2 separate regions of the Drosophila melanogaster genome follow, and region 2 is linked to region 1. The links are chromatin contacts, called in public Hi-C maps. All regions are on one chromosome and are shown on one strand. Each heading gives the region's core, a stretch centred on a gene start, on an enhancer-like site or on the middle of the called end of the contact. The rest is flanking DNA. Distances are from core to core; before and after follow the strand shown. Region 1 holds the start of Jhbp2 (Juvenile hormone binding protein 2). Region 2 holds the start of jagn (jagunal).

Evidence for each region. A called contact is a pair of places that touch in the nucleus more often than the background predicts.
Region 2: a contact with region 1 is called in a Hi-C map of the Kc167 cell line, with 1.7 times the contacts expected there. The contact joins the promoter of jagn here to the promoter of Jhbp2 in region 1. A contact is called at or near these places in 2 of 107 Hi-C or Micro-C datasets (both in the Kc167 cell line).

Annotation. Positions count from the first base shown.
Region 1 is chr3R:4,959,751-4,962,840 of dm6, forward strand. It overlaps Jhbp2 (Juvenile hormone binding protein 2), which reads right to left and starts at 1,601. Exons shown (of 7, transcript NM_141251.3): 1 at 1,562-1,601; 2 at 1,144-1,223; 3 at 154-272; 4 at 1-8. The coding sequence starts at 1,210.
Region 2 is chr3R:5,777,596-5,780,787 of dm6, forward strand. jagn (jagunal) reads left to right here and starts at 1,720. Exons shown (of 3, transcript NM_169103.2): 1 at 1,720-1,921; 2 at 2,205-2,577; 3 at 2,640-3,192. The coding sequence starts at 1,833. The coding sequence ends at 2,771. The region is part of intron 1 of CG2082; the gene reads right to left.

The DNA of each region.
Region 1 (3,090 bases), core at 351-2,850:
GGTTCGATCTGTTGGCAGAAATAAGTTACAGGGCGATCTGAATATGTAGCCATTAGGGTAAGAATAAAACTATCTCTTTTTGCTCTTAATTAATTTAATATTTTCAAAGTGCAGTAACGTGTTGTCTGGAGTCTTAACATATCTTCAGCTCACCTCATAGATGTCCAACTCCGGCACTCCCTTCTGCAGGTAGTGCACCAGCTTGTTGCCACTTTCGCGAAGGCATTCGTTTATCTGGGCCTCGTCCCGTGGGCACTGTTGCAGGTAGTAGGCTGGAAAGGCCAATTCGAGGGTGGTGAGACAATGAGTCCATTTCGAATGCAATGGTCTGTGTATGTATGTGTGATGTTTTGCATGTTCGTGGATGTCATTGTCTGGCGGAGGCCAGTGAATTAATCAACAGGGCTCACAATGAAAATGAAGATTCGCTTTCCTCCCGTAATTGCGATTCCCATGTCCCAGGTGAATGCGTCAGTTGACGTGGGTTCAAGTTCACAATTATCTTGCCGATCTCACAACGATCGTTGCGAACATGTTCGGACTGAACTATGAATCGCTGGGATGCGATGGGGTGGGACAAAACCGGCGACAGGTTTATGGCCGGGTTAATTATCGAAGTTGTGGTGGGGAGGGATGTGTGAAAACTAATAATAATGACGGGTTTCGGGGGAAGGTTTCCCAAACAGTGTGCCCTCAATGTGAGTTAGAAACCTCTTGTGATTGGTACAGAGCATTTCTTAGAAATTATGGCACAATCGGAGCACTTGAACGTAGAGTTTTTTAGAGGCTAGCCGGCAAAGTACTGAATCAAGGTCAATCCCATTAAGTGGGATCTTTATGGAACCGGGTAAGTGACTGCAAAGCCAGAACTATTAACCGAGGTTATCGTGGCCATCAATTGCCATTCTGGAACCTACCCGACCAGATCCGTCGCAAGTCGACTTTCTTTGTTGCCGGAGCACGTCTTTTGAGGGTGGGCAATTAGCTGTTGCCAAATGCATAGGCCACTTGGGCCAAGTTGGTCGGTGGACGTGTCCAAGGACCGGCTGGAAAGTTAAAGTCGTCGTCGCAAGTGATGTAACTTAGAAAGCTCAGCCAAATAGGTATCACTTATCACACTTCGAGTATTTGATCACTACTTACGCTGCTCCTGGGCAAAAGTGGAGCCCAACACGGCGACGAGCACAATGAAGACCATCTTTCCGCTCATTTTTCGGGTTCGTCTGCATGAAAGTACAAGTAAACGGAAGTTGGCTAAGATGGACTCTGTGTTTCACTTTTCTAGTTTCGTAATTGATTAGCAGCTTTTGGATATGGATATGCTAATTTCGCCCAGATGACGCAGCCCGCGCTCTTTACGAGCGAAAGTGAAAAAGTCGGGATAGAATTTAAAGCGCCCAAGTACGAGCTGCGATTGGGTTTCACTTTGGGGCCGAAATTCTGTCTTCGGTCTCGGTCTGGAAGTGGGTCACACAGCCAATCCCCAACCAGTTCACTGTTTGTTCTTGAATAAAGAATCCGACTGTCTGCTGTCTTCTGCTTTCTTCGTCTCTGCGCTTACTTTGCGTCCAACTTTCACGCGACTCGGCTGAGGAATGAGCTCGGCCTGCGTTGGTCCAAGCCATTTTAACCAGCCAGAAGCTCGAAAGCGCTGGCGAAAATGCAGCGAAAGAGATGGCGAAGGGAAACCGAACAACAGGCCTTCTTGCCACACCCCAGAAATCGGTGGGGCAGACAGTCCGTCGGCTGGGACCTTAAGCTTTGAGTTCCATATAACATATAAACACGCATTTAGAGTTTGGGTTTAGGTCTGAAAGATATTTCCAAAAATGTTGGATTTAAGTAAGTATTTATGCCTATGGGATGAAATGGGATATCCCTGCTCTTACTACCCGCAGATTGCATTCCCGTTTTGATAATATAGCCCAATACCTAATACTACATTACCTCACGATTTTTCTCGGTGTACATTTGCGGGTAGTAATTTTGCCGGGGCCGCAGGCCCGAAGGTTAAGTGTAAAGGGTCTCTGACTCGGAGCCTAACCTCCCACAGCCGCGATTGCAGCCTGGTAATGAGGCTGTCATGAATCATCCGAGCGACTTGCCATCATTAGCGGTTCTACAAGCCGGTATTAGCCCAGTATTGCGATGAATTTCTTTGTTATGCTGCCTTTCAGCCCTTCGTGGGCCGCACTTCCACTTGTGGCCAAAAGGTCAAGCGGTGCGATTAGAACCACGAGCTTTCCAAGAGGCGGGTGGCAAATCTGCTTTGGGCACTCATCATCCATTCATCCATCCATCCATCCATCCATCCATACATAACAAAGCATGCACTGAGCCAGTCACAGAGTGTGTTAACCCTAATAATTCAGAAACGTGTATTTGCTCAGCGCGTTGAGGTATTGATGGTATGGTGACTTGCCCCCAAACGAAATGCAATTGTCTTTCAAAACCTTTCGGGGATCTTTGTGTACTGTTGGGAACGATTCCGGTTATTGACCATTGTCTGTTTTGCATTTAAATTGTAAACTGGAGGTGGAAGGGCCTCGTGATTCGTGCGGGAGTGCTCCAAATTACGAGAACAAATAAGAAGTTAAATATATAACTAATTTGTCTAAACATAGTTTTATATTGACTTATACACTTGACTTTTTAGTGTCCACTTAAAAATCATATACGATTATAGTTTAATGAAATGCCGAACGCTTACGCACAAATCATATCTTATGCGTTTAACTAGCGCTTAACTAACTAACTAACATGTAGATAATTACTTACTCTAAGAGTAGAAGACACGAAATATTACATTCTGCGCCTAATTGAGTATATGTTTTGCTTACCATCGGACAAAGTAAATAATATTATTTTATAATAAACTTTAAAGAAGTATCAGTGGCTTTTTTAACATTCTTATGTTGCCACACTGAAATTAAAATTTGTTTTTTCCATTTATATTTATTTTTGATCAAAGAAAATGGAATGAAAAATAAGACCAATAATGAATGAGTCAAGCACAGAGTGGCCATGAATATGTACAGTGGTGGCAGTATGCCAACTTCGTGCGCCCTTCACTGTAGGGGCGGCGCCTAA
Region 2 (3,192 bases), core at 470-2,969, 820 kb after region 1:
GACCGAATCGCAATTATGGCGCAACTTCAACTTTGGACTCGAAAGTGTCAGCCACCGAGCTCAGCATAAATATTCGAGCGGAAATTATCAACAACTGACATTAAAATCGGAGCGGGAAAGACGCGACTTTCGGCCGGAGACGATCGCATGCGATGAAAACGCGTCCAAGTCGGAGGAATACCGCCGTAGAACTGATGACACACCCGGGCCGAATGCTCGACTTTTGTAGCGTAGCGAGCATAAAGAGAGTGCGTTGAAATGGGAAATTCATTATTTTATTTTTAAACGTCGTCGCCCTCTCTATTTTCGCAGATTGGCTTTTCCTCGCTTGTTTCTTGTTTCGTGGCAGATTGATTTATGGATTTCGGTGCAACAGGTGCTGGCCAGTTGACAGAGCGCCGAAAGTCCGCCGGACACACCCACTGCTTCCAATCTGGAAAACTGATTGGGACACAAAGCTGCATCCAATTTGCATAATCCCATCAAAGAGCACTTGCACCCAATTATGATAATTTCGGCTTGACGCACTAGGCATTATTGGCTTCGAAAAATTGGAACTGCAGTTCAAATTCAAAAACAAGGTACGGAGAAACTAAAACAAGAGGGAACGCTACAGGCGAGTTCCCCGACTATTAGATACTCCTTTCTCTGCTAGTGAAAGTTCAAACATGAATTTCAACATTTTCTGACATAGCAATAAAACTAAATTAATCTCTCTTATATATGTAGTTCCTGAGATCTCGACGTGCATACGGACGGACATGGCCAGTTCGATTCGGCTAGTGTTCCTTACCAATATATGCTTTATTGGCTCGAAAAACACTTCCTTTCACCTGATACATATTCGTTGAAAAAGGAATCTAGAATACTTCTTTTTTAATCTACGAGTAATATTTTTCATCGCGACCCGTTCATTAATCATTAATCATTACTAAATCTTACTAGTTCTGCCATTTGGTCTATAAGACATATTGGAATTGGAATGCAATTCAATTCATTTTAGTCTAGCGTTTGTACTTTTAGTAGAAATAATTCTCATATGGATGGAAGATTTCAATCGGAGTATTAAAACCAGCCCTCATTTTCTAAAATCGTGCAAAAAAGATATGAAAATTAAAGTATTAAGTGCCATTAATGCCATTAAGAATAGGTTTGGTTTTATTTTTCACCAGCCCACTTTTCAGATTAGCAATGCTAAACTCTCAGCATTACCTTTAAAAAATCGTTCTCATTTGCGACTAGTTCGAATATCTATCTACATTCTGCCGAAACTAACTAGAGAAAAACTGAAGTTCTACGTATGTAAGTATAACACATTTATTCTACACAGCATTAGCGAGGTTACACACCTAGCGAAGTCATCCTCCCAATTAAAATTTCCCTAAGCGGAGCTAGTCACCACGACCACATTGCCACTTTATTAAAACTAATAACTGTTTAATAACTGTAATAGAATAAGTTAAAATAATTAAATAATATGACTAATCACGTGTTGCTAATACAGTTAAAAGGCTAATTATTTAATTTAATTAATGTTTTGTAAACAGTTTCCATGCAGATGTATTAATAGTTTCCATGGCAGACTTTCTGAAAATGAACATTCTAAAACTTAGCGGAATTTCCCCTCTCTTTCTAACGGTTATTTGCTATGCTTTCAAGCGAAAGTAATCGATGGTAGCGAGGAGCGTATCGATGTGCGCCAGTTTTTTGGTGGCAGCGATGGTATCGCACACACATCGATTCTAGTGCCAGCCCTATTTTTTGTGCAATTATTTATTAAAAATAAGCAACGACGTGAGCGAACGACACGACCCACGAACGAAGGCAACGAAATGGCAACGCGCGGCGGACCAATGGTCGCGGGCACCGATGGCAACGACTTCGAGTTCAGGCAGCGCGTAGCTGGCACATATCAAATTAGGTTAATAACACTTCGTGCTATCGCCAGCTCTCAGCTACACTCGAAATTATCTAATTACTGGGGCGCCTGTGGCAGTAGATCCACCTGCAGGCGGCACCTACTGCAGCCGAATCGCAGGTGGCGTCCAGCCAGGGCGGCGGAGCACCCTGGAGCTGCTGCACCCACCCACTTGCTGCTGTAGGGGGCGGGTGGGCAAAGTGCCAGCTGGGCAGCATGTGCGCCCCAATATGGGGCTCACCCACACAGATCCGCCACTGAACGACCACTTTCTCTGCTCTTTTAGCCTGCTGAACAAGTCCAGGTTGAAGTACTGCATCTTCTTTCACGCCCTGCTGTTCTTCGTGATGCTGGCCAAGCTGACGTCGGACATTCTGGACCACCTGGATATCTTTGTGCTGGAGATCGAGGAGCTGGAGGTCCCACCGCCCCTGTGGTGGGAGTACGTGTGGGCCGCGTCGTTGCTCACCTCCTTCCTGGGCCTTTCGGCCGCCAGGGGCAACAAGGTGCGCGAAATGCAGAAGTATATGGTGGCCATACTGCTATTCGCCATCCTGCCACTCTTCTACTGCTTCGCCTACTACTTCTCGGACGTGTGGGAGTTCGCCACGCTGGACAAGTCGGTGGAGCTGGACGAGACAGACATCTTTGTGTGGCGCGTAAGTGGCTGGGCCAGTTAATCCCTCAAGAGCCGCCCTACTAAACCTCGGTTTTTCTACAGGGTTATCCGTACGGCGTCTTCTGGTATGCCTTCTGCTTTGTGGGCTTCCAGGTGCACGGATTTACGCTGTACTTCGCCTACAACCTGGTCAAGGCCTGGAAGGCCAGAACTGCCACGCGCAAGTTCCAGTAATCTAAATACTCGCCAAACTAGTAAACGCCGGAATGCAGGGCTAGTTGTAAATAATTTGGAAACTTGAAACTAACTCAAAACACTAGTGCACAAAAGCGTAATGAAACTATGGTAAACTAAAGTTATGCAGCTGTTAAGGTATCGCACACTTAGTCATACAGGAAGGGAAACATATGGTCGAAACTGAGCGAAGCGTCGGCGGTAAGGTTATTGTTAGTTGAAAGTTAGTTGATACCGTTTTCAAATTGATTAAATAGACTCTTATCCATATACACATGTACACCTATACACATAGACATACATATATACACACATACGCAGCCTTGTGAGGTCAACTAAAGACAAGAAGCAACTGAAGCCACCAAATTTCCCCGAGTCGGAATAAAAACTGAAAACCAACCTAGAGATCACTTCATTTTTG